Linked DNA regions of Mus musculus: regions 2, 3, 4, 5, 6 and 7 are each linked to region 1. A link is a contact called in public Hi-C, HiCAR-type, HiChIP or PLAC-seq and promoter capture Hi-C data. All regions are on one chromosome and are shown on one strand. The core of a region is the stretch at or near the end of the contact, and the rest is flanking DNA. Distances in the headings are between cores, read along the strand shown.

Region 1 (3,807 bases), core at 910-3,409:
TGTTTGTATTTGTTCTCACAAGTATCTAACCTTGCTGGTTAGCAAGTGAGAGAGAACAGAGGGGAAAGGAAGCCACACAAACAGGAAAGATTAAAAAAAAAAAAAAAAGTCAGGCAGCATAACAGAAAATGGAAATGCTTCTCAAATAAAGTGGGTCGACCGACCAGGAATGTGGGCTTCGGGAAAGCCCACTTGTGAATCAGGTTCTTAAACAAAAAAGAAAGAGGCCGGACACCCCACAAATGAATGGGCTCCGCTCCTAACTGTGGATGTCAGTGAGAGCTGAAGAAGAGCTGAAGAAAGATGAAGAAACAGAAAGGAAGGAAGACGAACAACATCAAAGTTCCCTGGTGGAAGAGCAAGGTTGCTTGATGTGTTTAGTTCAGCTATCAGTGTGATTTTAAGAAACCAAAATTTGAGAGCGGACTCCTCGGATGAGTGCAATCACCAGGAAGTTGTTAAGAGCTTGGAGGTTGGAGGTTGGGGTAGTCTTGTTTCTCCCAGTCACTCCTCCTCCTCCTCCTCCTCCTCCTCCTCCTCCTCCTCCTCCTCGTCCTCCTCCTTCTTCTTCTTTTAATTCGATATTCCCTGGTGTGGGAAACAAAGTTTTTGTTTGTTTTCATGAAGACTATCTAGAACCCTGGGAAAGTGTCTGCCAGAAACCTTTGGAAGATTGCAAGGGACTGTCTGAGGCCCACAAATTTAGGAAGATCTGGGGAGGAGCAAAGGATTAACCAAGAGCCAACCGGAGCAGCAGTTGGGGGTGGGGCAGCAAGTCGGGAGCCCAGAACTGGGCAGGGCAGGGAGCAAGAGCTAGCTGGTGTGAGCGCGCGGGTCTGCCTGAGGACTTGGGCTGTGGTTCTCAAGCTTGTCCTAATGCCTTTCCGCCAGTGAGAGCATTGTGAACTATTTCCTTCCTCTGGGTCACAGAACCCCTCCCTCTTTCTCAGTTCAGGAGCCTCTCTCGACTTTTTCTTAGGGGCCGGGGTTGGAAGGGCTCAGCTTTTGTGACTTTCGTAACGCGGATGCTGCCTTTCCCTTCCCGGTAGGAAGCGGGGAGGGGGGGGGAGGGGAACTCGGTTTCCTTCCACCCCATCACCCAACCCTCCTTCCCCCCACACCGTTCCCCCCCGCCGCCGCTTTGGACTTGATACTGAAGTGGGGAATCTTAGATGCATCTGTCCGCCTGGCCTGCGGCCTGCAGCAGCTGCTGTTAAGATTTTGGAAGAACGCAGACTAGAAGGGAGTTGCTTCTCCAATGAAGAAGAGAAAGCAGAAATCCCTTTTTTTTTTTTTTTTTTTTTTTTTTTTGTCTCTAGGGAACTAAAGCTGGTTCCAGATAGACTATTCTGGAAAAAGCCAAGATACACACACACACACACACACACACACACACACACACATCGCCCCACCCCCACCCCCCACCCCAGAGGTCTCTAGGTAGGACTTGAGGAAACTGTTAAGGTCGTTCCACGTGGATTTTTAGAATCCAGAGTTGGAGAGGTGCTCTATGAACCACCACCACCACCACCACACACACACACACACACACACTCTCTCTCTCTCTCTCTCTCTCTCTCTCTTCCTCTCTCTTTCTTTTCTCTTCCTGAGAAGCGCAGAATCAACACTTTGCCCAAGAAAAGCTGGGGTAAAGAGAAGGACGCTTTAGCCATGGTGCCCATGGAAACGTAGACGAGACGGAAAAGTAGGGTGCTTTTTAAGAAAAGGCAGCTGTAGCTAATAGCCCACTTTGGGGCAGAAGAGGCTCTGACTAGGGGAGAAAAGGAATGTTGAGGAATCTTTTCAATTCGACCCTCTTTCTTGGAAACTGCAGCCCAGCCGGGGCACAGGAAGGGCGACAGGAAGCAGGGTGGTCCGGGAATCAGCAGCCGAGAGATGAAGTTAAAGGTTCACTCTTTTCCCCAGAGCAGCCAGCGCTGTACAAAGTGCTGGTCCCAGCGCTGTTTCGGCGTCTTACACCCCCAGAGTGACGAGCTGTGGCGTGAGGCCAGGGCGGAGGCTGCCCCCTCCCCCTTCAGGCCCCGAGGCGCAGAGCTCGGTTTAGCACCGACTGAGCTCAGGGGGCGGTGTCGCAGTGTTGGGGGAAGGAGGGGCTCCTATGTGGCTATAAAGGGGCGGCCGGGGCTGCCTGGTCCTTGCACTCGCTAGAAAGCAGCTCCGAGCTAGGTGCTATCGCAAGGCCAGAGCGCACAGCCCGGCGGAGAGAGCAGATCCTTGCTCAGATCGAGTCAAATCGGGGCCAAGGCGGAGGACGAAGAGTCCAGGCTCCTATTCTGGACTTGTTCCCCAGCTCCGGGGGCGCTTCTAGGTCCTGCAGCAGCCAGCAGTGCGGAGCCACCAACTCGGTGCTGGAATGAAAAAATTCCCGCGCGCCAGTGCAGAATCTTTCTAAGTGACCCGGAGCTTCGGGTGCTAGCTCTGCACGAACTTTCCCATCAAAGTGATCGTGAATTTTAAGCATCAGGAGCAGGCCAGCGAAGCTCTACGCGTCTAAACGTCTATCCAGACCAAGAGTTCTCTGCGGTGCAGGGTGCGGTGCCATGCAGCCAAAAGTCCCTTTGGGGTCACGCAAGCAGAAGCCCTGCTCCGACATGGGGGACGTCCAGCGGGCAGCGAGATCTCGGGGCTCTCTGTCCGCACACATGCTGTTGCTGCTCCTCGCTTCCATAACAATGCTGCTATGTGCGCGGGGCGCACACGGGCGCCCCACGGAGGAAGATGAGGAGCTGGTCCTGCCCTCGCTGGAGCGCGCCCCGGGCCACGATTCCACCACCACACGCCTTCGTCTGGACGCCTTTGGCCAGCAGCTACATCTGAAGTTGCAGCCGGACAGCGGTTTCTTGGCGCCTGGCTTCACCCTGCAGACTGTGGGGCGCAGTCCCGGGTCCGAGGCACAACATCTGGACCCCACCGGGGACCTGGCTCACTGCTTCTACTCTGGCACGGTGAACGGTGATCCCGGCTCTGCCGCAGCCCTCAGCCTCTGTGAAGGTGTGCGTGGTGCCTTCTACCTACAAGGAGAGGAGTTCTTCATTCAGCCAGCGCCTGGAGTGGCCACCGAGCGCCTGGCCCCTGCCGTGCCCGAGGAGGAGTCATCCGCACGGCCGCAGTTCCACATCCTGAGGCGAAGGCGGCGGGGCAGTGGCGGCGCCAAGTGCGGCGTCATGGACGACGAGACCCTGCCAACCAGCGACTCGCGACCCGAGAGCCAGAACACCCGGAACCAGTGGCCTGTGCGGGACCCCACGCCTCAGGACGCGGGAAAGCCATCAGGTATAAGAGTGACCCCCATCTCTCAGTCTTTACGAGGCGTGACTTGGGGTCACACTCCAGATCGCCTCTAAATGCGAATGACTCAGACTTGCAGTGAATTGAAGTTCTGGGTCGTGACCTTCCCGCTCCCCCCCCCAAAAAAAGTGTGACCATACTCTGCTAGAACACTTATTTGCCCGAATAGTTAATAATTTGAGAAAGAGAGAAAGAATCGGAGGTCCTGTAGATAAGGGCTAAGCGTTTCCTCCGCGAAGCCAATAACCCGACTCCTTACACTGAAGAATCTCTCTCCATCCCTTTAATGCCTTTAGTGAATGTATGAGTTCACTTTAACTAGGTTGTAGTTTCGCGCTGAGTTTTGTAACGTCAGTCCGTGTGAGCACGTAGCGCTCAAAGGAGGGCGGAGTAGAGGAGCCATGGTGACCTGGATGTGCGTTCAGGAGCCTGGGCAACGGCAGTGGTGATCTCATTTCTGTGGCCTTCCGTCTGTCCCCTTCCCCCATTTGAAAAGCT
Region 2 (3,807 bases), core at 726-3,225, 990 kb before region 1:
AGTGGCTTAATCTGAGATCTATTCATTTGTTGCCACTGTAGAGCTTATTGATTCAGTCTTGTAGGTAGACACAACAGAGTTTCGGAAGAGATGAGGTTTGAGGGAAGGAATGGAAGAATGCATGAAGGATGATGCCTTTCCTCCTCTCCACCTGTCTCATTTGCAGCAGTTTCCTTTGCTGTGATAAAACACCATCCCAAAAGCAACTAGGAGAGAAGGGTGTGTGTCATCTTACAGCTTGTAAACCATCATCCAGGAAAGGCAGGGAAGGAACTCAAGGCAGGTACCTAGAGGTAAGAGCTGAAGAATTGGTGATCATTTTTACTTATATCCTCCTGTTTCAATTTTTGTATGTCATATGTTTCTAAGACTTTTCCTATTTTTTCTAGATTTTCCAGGATTTGAAGGTCTGGGGTTGTTTCATACATTCTCAAACAACCCTCCTGATTTCATTGGAATCTCTCGTAAAAGTTCCTTTTCATTTAGATTTTTATTAAGCTGCGTCATTTCTCATCTTGGGTGTTATCTTAGTGTTACTTACTGTTATTGTGATAGAATACCATGATGATGAGTTTATTTTGATTAGGATTCCAGAGGCTTAGAGTCTCTAATGGAGCAGAAACCATGAAAATTGTTGGTAGGCATGGTTCTTAAAGATGATCTCCAAGGACATACTTCCTACAGCAGTGCTACATCACCTAAAGCTCTCTAAACAGTGCCATCTGCTGTGGATGAACTGTTCAAATTCCTGAGACCATGGGGACCTTTCTCATTCAAACCACATTTTATGAACCCGGACCTCATAGTTTTCAGGCCATATGATGATTAAGAAAGTCCAAATGCTAAAGTCTTCATAGCCTTTCATATTTAAAAATCTGAAGTCCAACGTCTCTTGTGAGACTCAAGGAACTCTCTTAATTAAAAGATTCTTTAAAATGCAAAAGCAAATTACATTCTTCCAACATATAATGGCACAAAACACACACACACACACACACACACACGCACATTGTGTGCGTGTATGGTAGTATATACTATTATATATTCTCTCTCTCTCTCTCTCTCTCTCTCTCTCTCTCTCTCTCTCCACTATTCCTAAAGGAAGGAATACAGCTTTTGGTTTCAGAATCCAGAACAAGGGGCAGAGGTGCATACTTTACATACCAAAACAGACCTGACCTCCATGTTCTCCCAGCATCCTGCAGTCCCTTCTTGGCATACTCTGCCCCCAATCCTGAACTTCCCAGTCCAGAGGCAGGGGTGTCCTTCCCACAGAGGCTCTGCCCTATATCATCCAGACATTTTGACACCCTGCTGTTTCTCTTCTTTCTCTCTCTCTCTCTCTCTCTCTCTCTTTCTCTCTCTCCTCTGCCTAAGTGTGCTGAGTGCATACACTTTCTTTCTCCTCTCAACCCATGGTGACATCCCTGGCCTTATCCTTGGGGCCATTGAACTCACCTACCTGAGAGCCACTCCTCCAAACAACTGCATTTAATATATTCTAACCTGGCTTGAATTGGCTCATTTCACCATCAGAGCATAATGAGAAAATACGGAACCAAATCAAGCTTAAAACCCAGCAGTGAAGACACCAAATCTTGTCAAAGAGCATAGATGGCCTTTACTTTACAGCTTTGTTGTCTGTAACACTGTAACATGTGTCTCTTGGGCTGGTACCATTCCCTGTACCCTGTTCTCCTTGGCTTCTATCCCATGGTTCTGCCATTTTCTATATCTTGGCACCTTTACTGCACCCTAGGCTTCACATTCACAGCTTCATAAATGGTGTTTGTGGTTCTCTAAAGCAACAGAGGAGGATTTAAAAACCCGTTTCCTCAGATCTTTCATGTCTATTAAACTATCATAATTTAAATAGGACTGCCAAATTTGGCTGTCAGCTAGGGGTACACCCTAACCCCCTTGAATCACATTAGCACCAGCTTTCTTGCAGCGTTCCCTGCAAGTGACACAGCCAGCAGAGAAAATGATCCTGGTGAGGTTAAGAAATGAAGCTCTGGTCAGTATGACTTCAGCCCACGCTAGGTCAAAAACTTCTGGAGTCTGACCAACTGGTTTATTTTTCTTAACATTTGAACACAGTTTAAAACTTTAGAGAAAAGTTTCCACTTGAAAATTATCATAGCAAACTTTATGTATGACTACAGTGAATCTCCTTTGCAATCTACACCTTTTTAGCAAAACAATTGTGACATTTACCATAAGAGTTGAGTTTTTATTAACAGAGAGAACAATGTTCAGGGAAGGGCCTAATGAAAAAGAATTTCTAGTAAGCAGAAAGATGGGTTCTATTGACCGAGAATGCCAAATTTATGGCACCTCTTTTTATAATAATGGGTTCCATTGCCCAACAAAGCTCAGGATCAGGGCCTAAACAATGTTCAGGATTTGGGAGGGATTCAGGTGAAGGCTGGCTCCATAAAAGAGCAAAAGATCACCAGGTTGTTAGACAACATCCACTCCAGCCTTCTGGGTATAAAGGTCTCATTTCCTTCCCTAGAAGGAAAAAGTCTCTGTGTTTAATTATTCTGCTTTCTGTAAGCTATGCTCTACACACTTTATCACATAGTTACTCTCTTAAGAGCAGAAAATATCTTTGGCTCTTTTATAAGATAGAAGTTTAGCTGGGTGAGTCTTTGCCTGAGGGTACCTTTCTTTATATTACAGTGAAGCAGAGGAAGGCTCTCCTAATGGAACTAATCTCTATATCTCTTTCAGCAAGTTTTGACTGCAGCATTATGGTTTTTTAATTCATTTTTTAATGTACATTTTTGTATTTATTTCTATTCCACTTGCCATTTTTCAATGTAAGCCTGCACAGGAGTTTTTAATAATAGCCATCACACAGACTCAGTATAATGTTGCTTTAAAAGTTAATATCAAGGGAGTAGAACACAACATCTGTTCCAGTTATCTGTTATCTGAGTAATTGGGACCAGCAGGATCCAGGGATGCAGGAACGACTTCCGACCAGTGGCTCAAGTTCCTTCTGGTTGTGCCAGTCTACCTTGGGCACTAACTTGGTAGAGGCCAGTCCCATAGCCCTAGAGGAGGCTCCATTACCAGGTGCCCTATCATGACCAGGACCTTAGGATACCAGCATCCCAGGATCCCAGGAGCTTGGTCACACCAGGATCTCAGGGTCTCAGAGGCAGCTTGACTCCCAGGAACTCTGATACACCCAGAATCTCAGGATCACAGTCACAGCTAGACTCTGAGGAGTTCTGACTCAACCAGAATTACAGGAAGGAAAGGCTTCAGTCAGATATAACAAGGGCAGGGAGCACTAGAGATAGTCAGATGGCAGGAAGCAAGCATAATAACAGAAGCAACAGAAACCAAGGTTACTTGGCATCATCAGAATCCAATTCTCCCACCATAGCAAGTCCTGGATCCACTATCACACTAGAACAGCAAGATTCGGTTCTGATCTGAAGTCACATCTCATGAGGATGATGGAGGACTTTAAGAAGGACATAAATAACTCCCTTAAATAAATACAGAGAACACAGATAAACAGCTAGAAGCTCTTAAAGAAGAAACATAAAAAACCCTTTTAAAGAATTACAGGAAAACAGGGGAAGGAAATGAACAAAACCATCCAAGATGTAAAAATGGAAAGAGAAACAAAGAAATCACAAAGGGAGACAACCTTGGAGTTAGAAAATCTAGGAAAGAGATCAGGAGTCATAGATGCAAGCATCACCAACAGAGTATAAGATATAGAAGAGAGAGAGTATCAGGGGCAGAAGATACCTTAGAAAACATTGACACAACAGTCAAAGAAAA
Region 3 (3,807 bases), core at 857-3,356, 970 kb after region 1:
ATTCATTAATTTTTTAAAAAGTTAAAAACTGAGCCAGAAGGCAGTGGTCCATGCCTTTAATCCCACCACTTGGGAGGCAGTGGGAGGTGCATCAGCGTTCAAGGCCAGCCAAACACAGGAAAACCCTGTCTGAAATCCCCTCACTCCCCCAAAAAACCTCCTTCTGGGGAAGAGCATGAGAGTTCTCAAAACTACCATTCCTCTTTTCGGTCCTGTAGGTTTGTTGTACAGTTGCCAGAGACTCAGATGAATCCAGTACTTGGCCCCCCTGGGCTCCTCAACCTTACTACCGCACTCAGTACTTACTGAACTGACTCAGTCACGACTATGTATCCCCAAGTTACGCGTCTGTACTTGTAGCAAAGATAAAATGGACGTAAATCCAGTTGGCATCCAGGTAGTAATACAAATACAAAAGAAAGAAAAAAGAAGTGCTAAAAAAATGGCCAGTGTTTAGTGGCATGGGGTACCTAAGAATGTGAGGGGGATCTATATAAATGTTTTCCTCTTGCCAGCAGTCAGTCCTGTCATTAGCTCAATCTACCTGTTTTAAAAAAATTGAGGTGGGGAGGCCAAGAAAGGGGTCAACATTTGAAATGTAAATAAATAAAATAACCAATTAAAAAATGCACTTATTTTGCTAGGCAAGGTAGTGCACACCTTTAATGCCGGCGCTCAGAAAATAGAGGCAGATAGGCCTCTAAACTCTAGGCCGGTCTAATCTACATAGCAAGTTCAAGGTCAGCCAGGCTAGAAAGTGACACCCAACACAAACTTACACGTACCCAGACACCACTTATAAGGTGCGCATGCGCACTTGTGGAGGTCAGAGAGCAGACAGTTCTCTCCTCCTTCCATCTGGATTCCAGAGGCTGAACAGTCTGGCTCGGCAGCAAGTGCCTTTACCTGTCGAACCATCTCACTGGCCTACCTAAGGATTTAGTTTCAAATGACTGTTTGTCATCGTGAAACGATGCGCTGGCACCATTCTCTATGCTGTGGACCCTAAGGGTGGAATCCCCTAAACTCCATCGTTGTGTTCACTGCACTACACCAACCCCCAAAAAAGGTCGGGGGGAGGAGTGGGGGAAGTTGGCAAGGTACAGTAACTTTCACTGACATCTTCGGGAAAGACGCAGAAAGTCATCCTATGCATTAGAACGATTGCACCGATGCGACTCTAGGACAGTTCCAGAAGGGCAATCGGTACTGCTAGTGCGGGGATGGCTGACTCGGGTGACAGACAGGTCTGGCATCTTCCCGAGAGACCCGGGAGCGCCCGGGGCTGTGCGCTCGGCCAGCGCGCCGAGCCTGGACCGCGCCCGTGCGACGGGCGACTCCGCCGCGTCCCGCAACGCGGCCCGGGCCACGCCGCTCCCCGCGCCCCTCCCCTCGGCTTCCCGCACAGCCTCTCCCGCCCCTCCCCACCAGGCTCCCTCAAGTCTCCACGAACGGAAATGGGAGTCGCAGCGCCGGGGACCCAGCGGAAACAAAACACAGAGGCGGCCGCGGGGGGGGACAAGCCCCGGAACCAGGCCGCCCGCGCGGGCCCGCGCTCCCCGCCAGCCCGCGTCCGCAACTCACCAGCTCCGGAATTCGTCCCGTGGCCCTAGCCCGCGCTTCCACAGCCGGCTGGGAACGGCGGCGGCGCGGGCTCCAGGTACAGCGCCTCTCCGGGCGAGCCGCGCCGCTCCCGCGAGTAGCAGGGTAAGGTCCCGGGGCCCTTCCCGTGGAATCGGCGCTAAGGAACCCCAGCCCCTCTCCCGCCTCCCAGGCACCCCCGGGCCTGGAACTACAACTCCCAGCAGGCTGCGCGGCCCGAAACGCCCGCGACGACGGGGCTCACGAGGCACAAACGCCCCCCAGCCGCTTTGGTTTTTTGTTTTGTTTTGGTTTTGGTTTTTACGCGCTCCTTTGTACCCCCACCCTACATCCACCTCCCCAACCCCAAGGATCGGGACGCTGACTCCGAAGGGAGCTTGAACTAGGGGACAGGCCAGAATACGCATGCGTACAGTGCAGTGTCTCCAAGAGGGAAAAGGGGGTGAAGTTAAAGTGTAGGAAAGATGGCGGAGTCTTAGCTGAGGGACCCGGAAGCACTTACCCTCCACTTCCTCCTCCTGTTTGGCTTCTGTCTCACCTAGAGGCGTCCGGTCGCAGACTCCCTTCGAGGCGCTTCCTGTCCGGTGAGCGTCGAACGACTGAAGCCGCGGCCCATAGTGCCTTGCGATGGCGGGTAGGCGTGTGTAGGCGGAGCCAGGGCCGGAAGTAGAACGGTGGCGGCGGCGGTGACTCTGGCAGCTCGGGACTCAGTGCAAGGTGACTGGGAGGGTAACTGGGCTAGCTCGGCCTCCTGGGACTGAGCTTCTGGGTTTCTTCACGAGGAGAGAGGGCTGCCCGTCACCTTTGCCCTGGGAGTAGAGCGCAGCCCCGTGTCCTTGGCACCGTCCTGGCCTGGCCTGGGGTCACAGGTGACCTCGGCCCTGCTGGGTATTCAGATTTGCCTTACGCTCACTAAATAAGACCGTGAATGCTCTCCTGGGAGCAGAGCGGGCCGACTCGAAAAGCAGAAAAGACGGGGTGGTGAGCCTGCAGCCCGCCTGGGGCAGCCCAAGGTCACGGCGCGCCACAGGCTTGTGAATAATGCAGGCGGCGATCGAGCCTCCTAAGACAGGAAAGGGCGATGGTGATATCCTAAAAGTTTTATATCCAATCTAGAAGTCATGCTTTGTCGATTGACTTTATGATTAGATACTCACGAGCAGCAAAGGGACTAGCCTTCGGCTAGGCTGGTCAGTCAACCGCTATAAATAGGAGAGCCGTGCGCCTTCCCAAAGCTACACCTCTGGGTTTGAACTTTGATTACCCCACCCCCACCCCCACCATGCTTTCCCCAATATTGTTACTATCAGACCTCTAACAAGCAGCAAGCTAGTGCAGGATATTAATTCAGTACGGAATTTGTCCCAAATGGTGTTCTACACTTAGGATGCCATTTGTCTTCCGTGTGATCATGAACAGATCGCATTCTCTATTTAATCTGAAAAAGTGAAAGGCAGTGAAGGAGAAACAACAAGTAGTTTTGGTAAGAGAGAATGTGGTCACTGTTAGAACGATTGAGTAGGACTTAGGAGGTGAGTATACATGTATGTTTGGGGTTCAGAGAGTACGCTAAATTAGACGTGGGGATTGGAAATCATTGTTTGGGATGGTGCGTTATTGAAAGTGAAAATGTATTTTCCCTGTCTTGTAGAAGAAATGACCGTCTTGGCAGTTAGATTGGGAGCAGGTTGACTGTGGAATGTTAGGTAAACAACCTTCTTTAGACATATTTTTTTTAATCACCTATAAGCAAGACTGAAAGAAGCACCTTCCCCTAACACTTAGAGAGTATTTCCTAAGTGGACAATATGGAAGTATTTTACAGTATTTTTAGGGCTAAAGAATTCTTGATACCTTACTAATTATGTCTTAAGTGTGTTCCTAGATTTCCAGGATGAATCAAGTGTGGTGTTCTTATTATAAAGTCTTGTCTACTTGCCTGTAGCTCTTTCGCCTGTATAATTCTCTGGTAGAGTATGAATGGCATTGATTTCCTCAAATGTTTTATTTTTATCGGGATCGGTGAATGAAAACTCGTGCTTATTTGATTTTTTTTTCAGCAGTACTAAATGTTATACCAGGTTTGTTGAAGTTGGTACTATTGACACTTTAGATAACTCTTCAAAATGAGAATAGGGAAGATTGCTATCTTTCATGTTGTAGGGAGTATAGCAGTGTGCCCGAACTTTACCCACTATAGGCCAC
Region 4 (3,807 bases), core at 414-2,913, 890 kb before region 1:
AAGCATTTAGTGTGATTTTTTGTCTTAAAAGATTTATGGACTAAAGAATCACCATATTTAGATTCTTTGTATTGAAAAATAATGAAATGCATTCTATACATGCCTAATCGCTTTGTACATTGAATTATTTTAAAGCTACTCTCACTCTAAAGAATCGAATTGTCCTCTGCTCAGATAAGAAGATATTCTTCAACAAAGCTTGTGCATTGAGAGGGTAGGCATGGAGCAATAAGAGAAGGGTCTACCACTTATCTAAACATATCAACAGACTTAACCGTGACAATCAATAGGGTGACTGATATCACAACCAGATCACTTACATGTCATCAAGAAGCTCTTTGTATATATGAAATACAAATCACTTCCCTATACTCTTCAAACATTTTTTACTATCATTTTATACCAATAAAGATATTCATATGATGGATAAAATATATCTGCAAAAACCACACAAAAACTAATTATTAATATGTAGAAAATATAGCTGTACTTATAACTTTAAATAAATAACATTTTAACCCAGCTTAAAAATTCAGGCATAATTATAAACAATAATCTTTCTTGTTAAAAGTTCGAGAACACCAAGCTGACAAAATCACTGAAGAGGTGTTACGATAGTTTAATGACTCTACTTGCAACTAATTGGGTCAAAGCCTTATTTTTTTAATAGGCCAAGTTTGGAATGTCAACCATGAGATCGTTGTATTTCTCTGCCCTTAGGACAGATAAAGTAAAACAACCAAGAAAAGCAAAAGCAAGTCTGCAGGAAGTCAAGAGATTAGCAACACCAAGTGAGTTATTCTTGATATAGAAGGTTTGCATCTCCTGTTGCTCTCTTGTTTGCATCCATTCTGTGTCTTGAATTTGTTGCATACCAATATCATGTGTGTATCCTCAATATTTTCCTAGCTTTAGAAGTCTGTATTGCATACTAACAAAAGCTTTGATTATTGGGGCAGGGGTAGTCATAATCCCTTAATTGTGTGTCTGTATGTGTTTTGTCTATGTAGTATGTTTGAACAAGGTTTCCTAAATATTGCTTTTGGTGTTGGGGTACAAGTTTAGGGGATACATATATATATATATATATATATATAGTATATTACTTATATAAAGGATATATATGTGTATATATATAGTATATTACTTAGTTATGTCTTATAAAATCTTAAAAGTAAGGGTTTTTAAAATACCTCTTTGTTATTTTTGTCCCAACTCTTGGTTAGCAATTCTCAAGGCTGTCTCACCTTTCAATTAGATCCTGTTTTCTTTTGAATAGATAGTGTGCTATAGATAAGCTATAAATTCCATTATTGCACACTAAATACATTTAAAAGGCATAGTAAGAACTAGCCATTTCAAGAACTATTATTTATCCTAATTGTTCCCATCTGAGTTTGGAAAGGATCCTGGCCTGAAAGTCTTCAACAACTTGCCAAAAGCCTGTCAGCTTTGATAACTCGCACTGCTCTGAACTTGGCTCAGAAGGGTCAGTTTCAGAGTGAACACTAAGCTCCCCACGATATCCAAGCTTGCTTAAAAATGCAGAAACACTGCCAGCTGACTTGCAAGCCACTAGATTTTCGACCTTAAGAGGCTCATGTTTTCTTGGAACCAGGGATGGGCTGGTAAGCAAAAGGAAGCCATTCCCATGTGGAACTACAGAGCAGATGGAGTGGCCCTGTGTGCTGGGGACCATCTGTTTTTGTTAGAACATGGTTTATGCATTGGCCTAATGATTTAGAATGAACCTAGGGATACAACAAAGCCCTAAATTAAGCTTATTTGATTAAATAACTGAATGCATCTATGCACTTTATTTAATTATTTTATGTTACATTAATCTTTGTTACATATAGTTTTTTTTTTTCACTTACGAATTATGTAAACATTGTTGGTGTCTTTATTACCAGGGTTATAGTCAATTGGTTTTTTTTTTTAAGGGTATAATTTGTGCTATTAAATTGTAAACATCATGAAGCAAAGAATGAAATATTTGCCTCTTCGTGGTTACAGTTACTTTGTTTAATAAAAGCCTAGAGGCTTAAGAGAGGACATTACCACATATTTGTGTCATGAATGAATAAATGCGGAAATAATAAAATGAATGAAGAAGATGGACGATGTATTTAAAAATGTTCCTTTTTTTTTCCTGGTCTCATAAACTTTCTCATTGGTGACATTTTAAAGATCTTTTTGATAGGTAAATTATATTTTGTAATGTTCCTTTGAAGTTTGTTCTTTGTTATCTTATTTATGATTGTATGTACTTTCTTCCCATGTATACCATAGTTAAAATCTGACTTATACCTCTATGATCACTATTCCTAGTTGTTAACTTGACCCCATCTAGAATGAACTACAATCCAGAAATGTAGGGCACACCTGTATTGCAGATCTTGAGGCTTGTGATCTGGATCTTGACATAGTAACTACGAAAACCTTAGGCCCTGGCAAGGTGGGTATACACATTTAATGACAGGAGACAGAGGCGAGCAGATCTCTGAGTTCAAGAAGAGCACGAGACAGAGCAAATTCCAAGTAAAGAATAGCTTAAGTTCAGACATGGTGGTACACACCTTTAATCTGGGCCATATGCTCTGGTAGAGGCCTACATAATGAAGGCTTCCTTTTCCACTGCCTGTTTGTGTTTACTTCCCAGCACATCTGTTGGAACCTACTTCTTCAGGATTCCTGTTCGTACAGAAGACCAGCTGAAACACCTAGCCTTGTGGGAGTGAGCAATTACTAGATTCTTGGATTTCCATTCAAAGTGCCCACTAATGGGTTAGTTAAGACTCCAGACTGTAAGTCATTCCAATAATTTCCTTTAATATAACGAGATATTCCATAAGTTCTGTAACTCTAGAAATCCCTGACTAATACAACATTAGAACTCCTTATAAATCATTTATCTTCATTCATTTAGAGAAGGCAACCCCTTTATTGAGTCTGACTAATACCAAGTGTCATCAGTGATGTTGTATAACTCTCGTCTTCCTGTCACCTCTGTTGTATACTTCTATGAAGCCAGTTATAACAAGAAATTCTGATGACTACCATCCTGTATGGAAGTCCAGCCTTCCCAGATGAAATATAAGAGAAAATATGCATGACTATGTCAGTCTGGAGATAAGTAAACCTCTGGTTCACTTACATGGTGAAGAGAAAGACAAAATGATGCTAGGTATGGAATGTTTGACTTACACTCAAAACCGTGGTAATTAAAAATACAACACATAAGTGGATGCTCACAGTCAGCTATTGGATGGATCACAGGGCCCCCAATGGAGGAGCTAGAGAAAGTACCCAAGGAGCTAAAGGGATCTGCAACCCTATAGGTAGAACAACATTATGAACTAACCAGTACCCCGGAGCTCTTGACTCTAGCTGCATATGTATCAAAAGATGGCCTAGTCGGCCATCACTGGAAATAGAGGCCCATTGGACATGCAAACTTTATATGCCCCAGTACAGGGGAATGCCAGGGCCAAAAGGTGGGAGTGGGTAGGTAGGGGAGTGGGGGGGGGAGCAGGGTATGGGGAACTTTTGGAATAGCATTGGAAATGTGAATGAGGAAAATACCTAATTAAAAAAAATACAACATAAGAAAATTATTGGTAAAAAAATGAAAATTATTGTTTAAAGACAGGTGTTAGTAGAATAACAATCACAGTACATAACATATATGTACTTTCATGATTAACTACACTATGAAACATGATAAATATGCTAAGAATATGTAGATCATAAATAAAATGATCAGTATTGTCCAGAATCATTTAGTATCACAGATCTTAGATTTTG
Region 5 (3,807 bases), core at 752-3,251, 850 kb after region 1:
TTCAAGTGGCACAGGATTGCAGACAGGCTTGTCTCTAGCAAGCCGAACAGGAGGGTGACTGAATGCTCTCACTTTGGGGAGTTAATCTGTAGAGAGAAGGCATTTTAGCTTGCAAGCCTGTCGCCAATTAAATCGAGGTGACCTCATTTGTTGACAGCAGAGCAGATCACAGCAAACAGGAGGAGATGGGAAAAACACCTGTGTGTTTCTCCCAAGGGGCAGTGATGCTGAGCAGTGTTCTCTGAGTGCTAGCTCCTGGGTAGGCCTTGGTATAAGAGGAAAACACCCAGGCCCTTACTGGAGTGACCTGGAGACTGGACTGCAGGCAACTCTCACAGGAGGGAAGATGCGAGCAGCTCCCATCTGGATCCCACCTCGTGCAGATGGGAGGAGTCAGGGCGGATGAGCAGAAGGAAATGTCCCAGGACCTAAGGGCAGGGCAGCTCCTATTCCCACTGCCTTTGACTGTGTCCTGAAGTCTGTCCTGAAGTCTGTCTCGTGCCCAGCCTAAAAAGGACTAACTAGTTCTCTGAAGTGGGGTCACACCCAATGGCCATGAAGGAATTCATCTCTACAAGGCTCTCCACCTGAATTACTCCTTAGGTGGGACTAGGCGTGATCTGTGTGTATCATATGATCTATGTGTATCATACCACATGTCTGTCCATCACCTGGTAGGTAGGGCAGCACTGGCACCATGCATATCTGCCCCCCCCTTGTTGTTTTAGGAGCCACCATAACAGTAAGACAGTTGTGCAGGGTCTGAACTGTGCCACACTGGCAGTAGGCGGGGTGGGGGCAGGGGACAGAGACAAAGAGAAAGCTGGGGAATTGCCAGACATCATTTGACAGTGCTCAGCAATGGGAACTAGAGACCTCTGAAAAATGAGGCTGCAAGCTCCATTCAGTCCAGGACAGAATAAGAAATATCCCTGTGAAATGAATCCCATAGAACACACCTTAACTTTTCTGTGGGAAACATGGTTTATGCTATGTGCATACGGACAGAGTCCTCTCGTCTTCCAACGCGGCTTTACAGAGGCTTGGAGCTCATATTAATCCAGCAGACTCAAGCAAGCACCTCCTCTTCTCCTCACTGGGAGAGGTAGGACAAATATAGAAACAAGAAAAGCCATTAGCTACTGTAGAGAGATGTGTGCCCCGCACAGTCTGCAGAGACTAACACCTGCCCGGCTCTCCGTGACAATGGCTGAGGCAGATTATGTTTACCGTGCCGACCTGATCTTACAGCTGAAGCCTGCTGTAGAGCTCTGGCCTGGCGGAAATGAGGCCTGAATGCAACCCCCAGGACTACAAATCCTGTATGTGTAGGATGAATGGGTAGGTGGGTGGATGGATGGATGAGTGGATGGAAGGATGGATCGACAGACAGACAGATATGTATGTATGTATGTATGTATGTATGTATGTATGTATGTATAATTAGGATAGTGTGTCTATACAGTTTCCCTTTTTGTGTCAAGTAATACCCCCCTTTTTTCAAATTTTTATTAGATAATTTTTTCATTTACACTTCAAATGCTATCCCAAAAGTCCCCTATACCCTACCCCTGGTAATACACCTTTTATATACATACACTCACACACACACAGACACACACATACATCCATATATGTTACCTTTATTTATACCCCTTTTATATGTGTATGTGTGTATATATATACATATATATATATATATATATGTATATATATAATAAAAGACATATACATACATGTGTGTGTGTGTGTGTATCTTTTATTTAATAGGCTCTCAAAACTCTCATTAACATTTCTACAGAGATAAATGTACTTCGAAATGGCAGCAGATACCTGGGGCCCCACAAAGCGGAGTGTTATATTCTGCACAGATCTAAGCGTCACTCACAGTCATTCACAGTGCGGCTTTGTGAGATGTTCTTTCTCCTTCACCATCCCACAAACTCCAGTGCTGGCTGTTTCAGCCAATGTGCCCTGTGCAGACCCGAGTACTCGCCTCAAGAATTTCAGCACCACCTAGTGGCCAGATGCAGCATCGGCGTAAGCCATTGGCTCTGCCACGTGGTGTCAGAAGTTGGGGCTAAAGCTGATAAATCACGGTTGTTAAGTACTTTGGGGGCAAAGAAAAGAACTGCACACCGTGTCCTGTTACTGCCTACGAGTACTGTGCTCCTTTAAAGTCCTCGGTCTATTTTAAACCCGGATCTCTGTACCTGCTTTCTAGGTCGACGCCGCCGTGACCCCAGAGGAGCGCCATCTCTCCAAGATGCAGCAGAACGGATATGAGAATCCAACTTACAAGTTCTTTGAGCAAATGCAGAACTAAGCCCCACCCGCGCCACAGCAGCGGCCTCTGAACTTGGACAGCGAAACCATTGCTTCACTACCCATCGGTGTTCATTTATAAAATAACGTGGAAAGAAACAAACCCTTCCGTTTATTTACTCACCCTCGGCTTTTGACAGCTGTGCTGTAACACAAGTAGATGCCTGAACTTGAATTAATATACAAATCAGTAATGTATTCTCGCTTTCTCTCTTTACATTCTGGTCTCTACATTACATGATTCATGGGTTTTGTGTACTGTAAAAAAAAAAATTAGCTGTATCAAACTAGTGCATGAATAGATTCTCTCCTAATTATTTATCACATACATAGCCCCTTAGCCCGTTGTATATTATTCTTGTGGTTTGTGGCCCGGAAAAAACTCCTACTTGAAATATGCTTTAAAAATCGATGGGGGATGCTTCTTGTGAACGTGGGCGTCTAGCTGCTTCTCCTACGTATTCTTTTCCTGATCACTATGCATTTTGAACATTTTTTTAAGTATTCCAAATGACTTAGAAAATTCTTTTTCCATGACTGCATCTTACTGTACAGATTGCTGCTTCTGCTCTCTTTGTGATATAGGAATAAGAGGATACACATTGATTTCTTTGTGCCTGTTTTATGTGCACACATTAGGCATTGAGAATTTGAACATTTTTTTTGTCCATGTATCTTTGGATCTTTGATAAAAAAAAATTAAAAAAAAATTATCCCTGTTCATCATAAGCACTTTTACGGGTGGGGGGAGGGAGTGTTCTGCTGGTCTCCAATTACCAAGAATTCTCCAAAAATTAATTTTCTGCAGGATGATTGTACAGAATCATTGCTTATGCCATGATAGCTTTCTACACTGTATTACATAAATAAATTAAATAAAATAACTCCAGGCAAGACGTTTCTTTGAAGGGTGATTGTGTGGGAGGGAAAAGGCAAGATCCCTGCATTTATCAACCCAAGGCGCTTCGTTTAATAATACTGACAGAGAATGAAAAGCCAGGAAGAGAGTAAGAGGGAAGAGAGGGCACCCTGAGACACCCCTGAGGGTTTGTATAAAATTGTGTTTTCATAGGAATACCTTAGACTGGTATGATTGTATGGTGAGAGTTTATTGCTTAGTCATCTAGACCCGTGAGAACACCTCATCTGGTCACTCACACCTAACCTGTGAGTCTGATGAGGAAATTGTGGGCGCACACAGCTCTTAGTGCTGGTAAACTAACTGGTGGAGTTTGTTGTTTTTAAAAGGCTGTGCTTCCCTGGCTTGGTTCTTCCTTTCTGTCTTAGTCAGGGTTTGTATTCCTGCACAAAACATCATGGCCAAGAAGCAAGTTGGGGAGGAAAGGGTTTATTCAGCTTACACTTCCACATTGCTCTTTTGTTTATCACCAAAGGAAGTCAGGACAGGAACTCACACAGGGCAGGAACTTGGAGGCAGGAGCTGATGCAGAGGCCATGGAGGATGCTGCTTACTGGCTTGCT
Region 6 (3,807 bases), core at 539-3,038, 820 kb before region 1:
AGTCTACATGCTCCCCCTATAGACTCAAGCTGGGAACCTATAGGAGGTAGAATTTGGTTGGGAGAAATTGCTCTCCTGAGGCAAGCCTTTGGGGTTTATAGTCCAATCCCACTTTCCATCTGTCTCTGCTTTCTGTTTTGCCAAGGTATAAGAAAATGTACTCACTGATAAGTGGATATTAGCCCAGAAACTTAGAATACCCAAGATATAAGTTACAATTTGAAAACACGTGAATTTCAAGAAGAACGAAGACCAAAGTGTGGACACTTTGCCCCTTCTTAGAATTGGGAACAAAACACCCATGGAAGGAGTTATAGAGACAAAGTTTGGAGCTGAGACAAAAGGATGGACCATCTAGAGACTGCCATATCCAGGGATCCATCCCATAATCAGCCTCCAAACGCTGACACCATTGCATACACTAGCAAGATTGTGCTGAGCCAAATATAACTGTCTCTTGTGAGACTATGCCGGGGCCTAGCAAACACATAAGTGGATGCTCACAGTCAGCTATTGGATGGATCACAGGGCTCCCAATGGAGGAGCTAGAGAAAGTAGCCAAGGAGCTAAAGGGATCTGCAACCCTATAGGTGGAACAACATTATGAACTAACCAGTACCCGGGAGCTCTTGTCTTTAGCTGCATACGTATCAAAAGATATCTTAGAATACCCAAGATATAAGTTACAATTTGAAAACACGTGAATTTCAAGAAGAACGAAGACCAAAGTGTGGACACTTTGCCCCTTCTTAGAATTGGGAACAAAACATCCATGGAGGAGTTATAGAGACAAAGTTTGGAGCTGAGACAAAAGGAAGTCTAGTCGGCCATCACTGGAAAGAGAGGCCCATTGGACTTGCAGACTTTATATGCCCCAGTACAGGGGAACGCCAGGGCCAAAAAGTGGGAGTGGGTAGGTAGGGGAGTGTGTGGGGGGGTATGGGGGAACTTTTGGGATAGCATTGGAAACGTAAATGAGGAAAATACATAATAAAAACAAATTTAAAAAAAAAGAAAATGAGGAGCAACAGCTTCATAGTCCTGCCATGATGGAGTCACCTGCAGCCATGCCTCCTCAACTCTGATGCACTGCGTCCCTTCAAACACTGAAGTCAAAGTAACTTCTTATTCCTTTAGGTATAGTATAATTGAATATTTGGTGACCATTATGTATAATACAGAGTTAATTGTGTCTATATGCCAGTTACCACAACACAGAGTAGACTGTTGCTTGTAAGTTAACCAAGCCCTCAATCTAAAAATATTATATTAAAAATAACCTCAACTACCAAGGCTTAGATTTGTACTCTGTAAAATTCAACATTTTTTTTGCTGCATTGTCTGTTTCTGTCAGAATATTAGAACTTAATTTTATTGAAAAATAGCTGTTTATAACTTTCATTTATTGCATAAAGTATACAACATTAGTAAAGTTTGTTTAGCATCTTTATGTTTTAGGACAATTCTGGTCTCATCAAAACAAGTATGGCATAATCAGACTAAGGTTCATTGTTTAGAAAGATATTGAAGCAAAGATCCTAATACAATTTATGTGTAGTAAGAATACTACCTACATGCTAAACATTAATTCAATAGGTGTTTTTTTTTTAACTCAAAGATATGAAGTCATTTGTTAGTCATGTTGAAACCCTGTCATTTAGAATCCTAAAATTCATTTTGGCTTAATGGACTTCATATAAGTTAATGTCAACCCAGGATAAACTGCTCACTTCCTAAAAGTTAGTAGAACTATGTTATTCTGTGAAATTTGTATAAATTCCAAAGGTCATCTTGGTGTAGAGGTTTAGTTAAATATCAATGAATTTTATTTGAAGAGGCAGGGGTAAGCTGGAGGTCATTAAAACTTTGAAAGAGTAAAAGTGCCTGGCAAATTCACAAAGTTTAATGGCAACAGTGAAGGGTCCTGAAAGAAATAACATATTCACATCAGGGGTTTATGACCCTCTAAATCATGAGTTACTGGTTATATTTATAGTGCCCAGAATGCTGTTCTTTTTATATGACAGGCCTTAAACTTAACCAGAAAGTGGTTTTGCATCCATAACACTTGTGTGCCACTATTGCTCCCACAGACCATCTTTGCTCTGACAGTTGTTATTGTAGTTCATAGGGTAAACCTGGATACAACTGTTAATGACTGGCTTATATTCTATGATGTCTGTTCATCTACCTGTTCCACTGTAGTGTTTTTTCCCCAAGAGTGTGAACATTATCAAACAGTTTATCTAAACTTCATCTTACGATATCCATATATTATTTCCTATGGTTCTTATGAGAATAAGAATGACTTGTTTTATTAAGATAATAAACAATGTATACTTTCCTTTTTTTTTTCAAATCTCATAGTGAATTCTGATATATAGTAAAGTCTGGTACTGGATAATATATGAGCAAAAAAATTTCTTTGTCATTATATACTTGTGTGCATTGGGCATTTCCAGGTCAGGGGACAGAGAGATTGATTTCTTGTGCAAATATTTCCATTCCAAAGTTGGAGTTTTGTTGCTATATCTTTTAGAAGTGTGAGGTGCAGTCTGGCCTCAGATGGCAGATGGAACATAAGAAGAGTGTTGCACTAAATATTTTTAGAAGATTTCTACCTCATTTTTGATCATTTGACTCACAAATAAAAGACACATAACCTTTAATATATAATAAGCCTTAAAGCACTAGAGCTTGGCAGATACCAGCCCTCTATACTATTTTGTCTACTTCTCTGTCAATAATCCCAAGGTATCACTTGCCGTGTTTCATCTGGAACTCTCCTGCTCCAATAGCCTGCCCCTCATGGCCATGTGCTCACAGTCCATCCACCCCATGGTGCCGTCTTCTTTCCTCCACCTCTCTCTCTCCTCTTGATCTTAGGCTCAGATTTCAAGCTTGAAAACTGAAGCCCTGGCTGCCTGGCTACCCATTTTCTGTCCATAGACAGGCTAAATGAACCTTTATTCAAACAACAGATTTAAATTAAGTAACAGAATTTGCACAACAAAAGCTGACATACAAGAGAATTCACTCATCTTAAAGCAGCTAGACCTTGGGATGCAGAAATTAGTATTATGACCTACAGCAATAGAACAAACTCAAAAAGAAACCTATTCTTCAAGCTATCATTATCAGTATCATCATCATTAGCATTATTATTATTTATAAGATTCTTAATTTTACCCACAAAGGGTATACCATTACTAATCAGTCATTTTTAAAATCTACCTTTTCATAGTACTTCCTTAGTCATTGTACTTTAAGAAATAGATGTTGTAAGATATTCTATAACCCAACTCAGTGATTATTCCATTACTAGAATACAAAGTTTGATTACTAAATTTCTTAAGAAGTATGACATAAATTCCCAATCTGGTAATCTGTTTTTATCATTAAACTTGTAGAAATACATAAAGCACACAAAAATAACATAAAACATTAAAAAAAACCAAATTACAACCATCATTGTTATTCCCAGCCATGTTTAAGTAGAGTTTATAATAGCCCCATAATTAATAAACGGTGACTAGGAAGCTGAATTACAAGTTTCAGTCGGTCACATTGAGAGCAGTTTTCTTTAGTAAGGAGGTAACCGATGTGATGTCTAATTTGGAGAGACTTCAAAGCTGCGTGAAATAGAAAAACAAAACAATCCCTGATTTACCTGAAAGTTTCCTCATGCGTTGCAAAATCAGAGCAACTGTAACTATTTCAGGATTCCTCCATTATGTTTTGAGATAAGTTATGTTGAATCTCTTCTAATGTAATATTCAAGGTTCCTATAAATAGCATTAGGAAAGG
Region 7 (3,807 bases), core at 360-2,859, 780 kb before region 1:
GGCTAAGACTGCTGATGCCTTTTCTTCCTAGGCATAAGAGCTTCATATACAATGAAAGCTACCCAGGAAAGAGAAATGATGGATCACTTCAAGATTGATGTTTCCATAGTTACAGGTAACATCCTGTGACTACAGTGTGCTGTGGCTTCAACAACAGGATGTTACCATCTAATCATGGTGACCAAACAAAAGCAATGGAGGATTGCTAAAATTTTGTATGGCTAATATGTACTAGCATATGACTTAAATTAAGTTGTTAAAATATGGGGGAAGTTACCAGCAGTCTATGGGGATGACTCTAGGTGAGACTCCTAGCATTGTAGGGTATGGGAGTGGCCACATCCTGTAGCAAGTCAGGATCCCCAGTGGAGAGATAAGGACAGCAACCCATCCACAAAACATTAGACCCAAAATCGTTCTTGCCTACAAGAAATGCAGGGACAAAGACAGATCAGAGTCTGAGGGATGACCAACCAATGCCTGGCCCAACTTGAGACCCATGCATTGGCAAAGTCCAAACCCTGACATCATTAATTCTGTTATGCTTGTAGACAGAATCCTAGCATAACTGTCCTATGAGAGGCTCTACCCAACAGCTGACTGAAACAGATGCAGAGACACACAGCCTAACATTGGACAGAGCTTGGCAAATCTTGTGGCAGTGTTGAGAGGAGTTATGAGGGATCGGAAGTGGGTAGGAACTCCACAGAAGAACCAACAGAGTCAACTAATGCAGACACTTGTGTGCTCACAGAGACTCAACCACCAATCAAAGAGCATACAGGCGCTGGACCTACCAATTCCATCCTACCCTATACCCAGATATGTAGCAGATGTGCAGTTCTATCTTATGTGGGTGCCCTAGGAACTGGAGGTGGAGTTGTCCCTATATATGTGACCTGCTTCTAGATCCCAATCCTCTACCTTGGCAGCCTTGTGGGGTCTCAGAGGGAGAGGATGCACCTATTTCTGCAATGACTGACATTTTTGGGTGGGAGTTGATAACCAGAAGAAGATCCTCTTTCTCAGAGGAGAGGGGGATGGGGGTGGGTAGGTAGAGGTATTCTCTGGGGGGAGGGCAGAGAAAGGGGGGCTGCAATTGGGATGCAAAGTAAATAAATAAAATAATGAAAGATGTTGGATTTTTTTTACTACTGTAACTGAAATGACAATTAATACTGCATAGCAAGTATTTCTTGCATTTATTTCTCTTTGTTTTCTCTTTTTTTCAACAATGAGAGTATAGACAATGCCTCATGCATACAGTGCAAGCCCCCGACAGAGAAATACAGCCAAAGTCCTGGGTCTAAATAGATTAAAAGTTGTAAATGGTTTTACACTTTATCCTGGCTAAAAAATATTATTCCATCTTCTCATGACAAACATCCATGTGTATGCACTCCTATGATTGCCTTCAAGGCAGCTATGTTTATAGAAGGTTGAATTTTATACCTAGATAAAACTCTGGTCTAGAAGTAGGCACTAGGCTCAGACATGCCTGGACAAGCTACTTGTTTTGGTTGGTTGCCTTAGCTTCCATGTTCTCCCTTCTCCAAATCTATCTCAAGGCCGAGTAATCCTCTCTTCATGAACTCCAGGAAAGATTACTGCAAAGCTGTACCACTAAATAGAAGTTCAAGTTAATTAGCTTTGAGTTCGTTCTACCCATTGTAGGATGCCTGAAAGCCTTTGCTGCTTTAATTTAAAATCCCTCACAAAAGCAACTGGGACTTTGCCATTTTTTTTTTTAATATCCTCGAACATTCCGATCCTTTAAACTCTGTCCAAAAGCTTTACCCAGCACATGACTCTCGTTAATAGCCTCACTGATGGTTGATGGCATGACTTTCTCCACCGATTACATCAAAATAAATTAGTTGCTCTGTATGTTAAAAAACACATTAAAGCTTAAAAAATTGGAGATTTTTTTCTTTCTGTATCTTTTCACTTGTATGATGATTTATTTTTAATATGACCATGTGACTTCTTCATGCACTTAATAATCGAAGTTCTTCATTATTTTTCAAAGTGCTATTTCCAATATCCGGCTAACTTCAAACAAAATAAGGATCCTGTTTTAGCTTTGTGTAGAATTTTACTCCTTGGAATTTTACTCTTCCCTGTCAATCACTCTGCATATGTGTGTATCAAACATTCAGATTGTTTATAACTTGATAACTGATTTTTCTCAATAACATTCTGGAAGAAACAAGTCTGAGCTATTCTGTGAGTTTCCCATTATGCAATCCTGGTGAATTATTTTTGACAATTAGTGCTTTATTTATTCATTTATTTCACTTCCTAAGCATGGAGAGTTGATGTTTTTGTTACGTTTAATCATGATTTTGCTAATCCATCAGATAGTAACATGTTCAGGAAGATTGGTATAGATAAATGTATACTCACAGTTTTTGAGTGAACTCCAAAACATCTCCCAAATAGTAGCTTATTTATATTGGTTAGACAGTGGTACACTTAGTGTTCTGCTCTGAATATCTGAAATCCTACCTTACTTTAAAATTAAACTTCCATTCAGTGTACGTTCATGTCTACAGGATTATGGTGAATTTCCTATTTCTAATCTACCAACCCCAAATCCTAACTCAATACTGTCACTCTAGAAAAGACACTCCTTTGTGTAATTCTAAAGCAATCTGTTTCAACTGCTATTCCTTTGCTTTCTGTCAGAGAGATTTAGTGTTTGGCACTAACAACTAGTCTATGCTGTGGCATGGCTTGCTGTTTCTATGCTTTTTCTCTTCATATTGCCCTTGTGCCTGATTCCACCTCTTACTTCTACTCTGTATCCTCAGGTGATTGTTTAAATTACACTCAGCTTTGAAAACTGCCCTTTACTAACATAGGAAATCTCTTGGACACTTCCTAGAAGGCCCTTGAATATCTTAGACAAATATCCATGCATGGAAGCTGTTTAGGTTTTTTTTTTTTTTTTTCCCCGCTGAGATTAGATTAGCTGTCTGATACAAGACAACTCATTGTATGTTGATGCTAGTTACTATGTGAAGGTGAGACTCATAGTTTTCACAAAGGATAGCCCTGTTTAGGAGATATGACTCCTTGTCTAATGTGTTTTCAGGGTCCTTGTGGAAAACAAAGTAGAAAGTCTGAAGAAGTAGCAAGTACTGCCTATAGGCATGAGAAATGTCCCGACCACAGGAAGTCTTATTTGTACTCAGCTTATATGTGCTCAGCTTTTAAACTCAGCTAAGTAGACAAAAACTCATAGATACTAATGTTAAATTTCAGAAGAATTCATTTACCTCTAAAAGAAATCAGAATACAAAAGTTCTTGAATGCCCCTGGGTTAGCTTTATCATCCTGTTCTTTTCTGTATTTTAGGAATGTCTGCAATGTGTTCTTTCTGTTTACAGTATGGAACAACACATTAGAGGCATAGAGAGGAGATGATGCATCCACATAGTTTTCCTTGGAAATCTCATATTTCAAAACATATATGTATCTCCATTGTCTACTGGAAGTAGAAAGATGAGTGAGGAAGGAGAAGGTACGCACATTATATTGGGTAGTTTATTCATTCCAATCTAGCCATCACCATTCACAGTCTCTCATTTACCCATATGAGCTATTTCAAACTAGCTCTAGCTAAGCCTTTCTCAAGAAGGTACCTACCAATCTTAAAAGTTTCAATGCGATGATGATCCCATAGAAAAACTACTCAACAGTACCTAGCTAATTGTAAATTGCATCCACTTTCCAATATAACTTCATTTCATAGTTTTATTTTATGCACATTTGATGCATTTGATAGTACTTTTAAAAACTTAC

Evidence for each region. Promoter capture Hi-C pulls out the DNA fragments that hold promoters and counts their contacts. Hi-C and Micro-C count contacts between places; a contact is called where the count stands out from the background. HiCAR-type assays count read pairs that join an accessible place to other places. HiChIP or PLAC-seq counts read pairs in DNA pulled down with a chosen protein or histone mark.
Region 2: a Hi-C map of uterus shows a contact between it and region 1, with 5 times the contacts expected there. The contact joins the enhancer-like site here to the promoter of Adamts1 in region 1. A contact is called at or near these places in 6 of 39 promoter capture datasets (3T3-L1-derived adipocytes, cranial neural crest, embryonic stem cells and 2 more), 6 of 484 Hi-C or Micro-C datasets (the AML12 cell line, liver and uterus), 11 of 115 datasets of contacts at active chromatin or transcription factors (bone marrow-derived macrophages, differentiating embryonic stem cells, embryonic forebrain and 8 more) and 2 of 9 other capture datasets (embryonic stem cells and liver).
Region 3: an H3K27ac HiChIP or PLAC-seq map of extraembryonic endoderm stem cells shows a contact between it and region 1, with 3 times the contacts expected there. The contact joins the promoter of Atp5j here to the promoter of Adamts1 in region 1. A contact is called at or near these places in 5 of 39 promoter capture datasets (the 3T3-L1 cell line, frontonasal cranial neural crest, hippocampal neurons and 1 more), 10 of 484 Hi-C or Micro-C datasets (LSK cells, cardiomyocytes, cerebellum and 6 more) and 5 of 115 datasets of contacts at active chromatin or transcription factors (bone marrow-derived macrophages, embryonic limb bud, extraembryonic endoderm stem cells and 2 more).
Region 4: a promoter capture Hi-C map of second pharyngeal arch cranial neural crest shows a contact between it and region 1, with 11 times the contacts expected there. The contact joins the enhancer-like site here to the promoter of Adamts1 in region 1. A contact is called at or near these places in 11 of 39 promoter capture datasets (the 3T3-L1 cell line, the C10 cell line, the SN4741 cell line and 5 more), 6 of 484 Hi-C or Micro-C datasets (the 3T3-L1 cell line, 3T3-L1-derived adipocytes, cerebellar granule neurons and 2 more), 12 of 115 datasets of contacts at active chromatin or transcription factors (astrocytes, craniofacial prominence, embryonic forebrain and 8 more) and 3 of 9 other capture datasets (adipose tissue, embryonic stem cells and liver).
Region 5: a Hi-C map of cerebral cortex shows a contact between it and region 1, with 2.6 times the contacts expected there. The contact joins the enhancer-like site here to the promoter of Adamts1 in region 1. A contact is called at or near these places in 3 of 39 promoter capture datasets (the 3T3-L1 cell line, embryonic stem cells and hippocampal neurons), 4 of 484 Hi-C or Micro-C datasets (cerebellum, cerebral cortex and cortical neurons) and 6 of 115 datasets of contacts at active chromatin or transcription factors (astrocytes, embryonic forebrain, embryonic limb bud and 2 more).
Region 6: a promoter capture Hi-C map of liver shows a contact between it and region 1. The contact joins the enhancer-like site here to the promoter of Adamts1 in region 1. A contact is called at or near these places in 14 of 39 promoter capture datasets (the C10 cell line, the HPC-7 cell line, HPC-7-derived erythroid cells and 8 more), 1 of 15 datasets of contacts at CTCF or cohesin (the NIH/3T3 cell line), 6 of 484 Hi-C or Micro-C datasets (the 3T3-L1 cell line, bladder smooth muscle, embryonic cerebral cortex and 3 more), 16 of 115 datasets of contacts at active chromatin or transcription factors (craniofacial prominence, embryonic basal ganglia, embryonic fibroblasts and 11 more) and 3 of 9 other capture datasets (adipose tissue, embryonic stem cells and pancreatic islet).
Region 7: a HiCAR-type map of astrocytes shows a contact between it and region 1, with 11 times the contacts expected there. The contact joins the enhancer-like site here to the promoter of Adamts1 in region 1. A contact is called at or near these places in 6 of 39 promoter capture datasets (the 3T3-L1 cell line, liver, maxillary cranial neural crest and 1 more), 6 of 115 datasets of contacts at active chromatin or transcription factors (astrocytes, embryonic limb bud, fibro-adipogenic progenitors and 3 more) and 3 of 9 other capture datasets (adipose tissue, embryonic stem cells and pancreatic islet).

What each region holds. Positions count from the first base shown.
Region 1 is chr16:85,801,465-85,805,271 of GRCm38.p6, reverse strand. It overlaps Adamts1 (a disintegrin-like and metallopeptidase (reprolysin type) with thrombospondin type 1 motif, 1), which reads left to right and starts at 2,159. Exons shown (of 9, transcript NM_009621.5): 1 at 2,159-3,294. The coding sequence starts at 2,562.
Region 2 is chr16:86,795,494-86,799,300 of GRCm38.p6, reverse strand. Gm32461 (predicted gene, 32461) reads left to right here. Exons shown (of 6, transcript NR_153789.1): 4 at 167-293. Among named protein-coding and RNA genes, the nearest start is that of Gm32461, 9.1 kb to the left of the region's middle. Within about 2 kb of position 1,975, at least 6 of the 459 cell types and tissues checked have an H3K27ac peak or open chromatin away from gene starts, as enhancers often do. A contact at or near this core is called in uterus, where this site is marked.
Region 3 is chr16:84,833,321-84,837,127 of GRCm38.p6, reverse strand. Atp5j (ATP synthase, H+ transporting, mitochondrial F0 complex, subunit F) reads left to right here and starts at 2,106. Exons shown (of 4, transcript NM_001302214.1): 1 at 2,106-2,319. Gabpa (GA repeat binding protein, alpha) reads right to left here and starts at 2,004. Exons shown (of 10, transcript NM_008065.2): 1 at 1,585-2,004.
Region 4 is chr16:86,692,462-86,696,268 of GRCm38.p6, reverse strand. No RefSeq gene overlaps it. Among named protein-coding and RNA genes, the nearest start is that of Gm32461, 110 kb to the left of the region's middle. Within about 2 kb of position 1,663, at least 33 of the 459 cell types and tissues checked have an H3K27ac peak or open chromatin away from gene starts, as enhancers often do. A contact at or near this core is called in adipose tissue, cerebellar granule neurons, craniofacial prominence and 4 more, where this site is marked.
Region 5 is chr16:84,953,850-84,957,656 of GRCm38.p6, reverse strand. App (amyloid beta (A4) precursor protein) reads left to right here. Exons shown (of 18, transcript NM_001198823.1): 18 at 2,225-3,221. The coding sequence ends at 2,326. Among named protein-coding and RNA genes, the nearest start is that of Gm10791, 16 kb to the left of the region's middle. Within about 2 kb of position 2,001, at least 34 of the 459 cell types and tissues checked have an H3K27ac peak or open chromatin away from gene starts, as enhancers often do. A contact at or near this core is called in cerebral cortex and hippocampal neurons, where this site is marked.
Region 6 is chr16:86,620,967-86,624,773 of GRCm38.p6, reverse strand. No RefSeq gene overlaps it. Among named protein-coding and RNA genes, the nearest start is that of Gm32461, 180 kb to the left of the region's middle. Within about 2 kb of position 1,788, at least 1 of the 459 cell types and tissues checked has an H3K27ac peak or open chromatin away from gene starts, as enhancers often do. A contact at or near this core is called in liver, where this site is marked.
Region 7 is chr16:86,576,328-86,580,134 of GRCm38.p6, reverse strand. No RefSeq gene overlaps it. Among named protein-coding and RNA genes, the nearest start is that of Gm32461, 230 kb to the left of the region's middle. Within about 2 kb of position 1,609, at least 3 of the 459 cell types and tissues checked have an H3K27ac peak or open chromatin away from gene starts, as enhancers often do. A contact at or near this core is called in astrocytes, where this site is marked.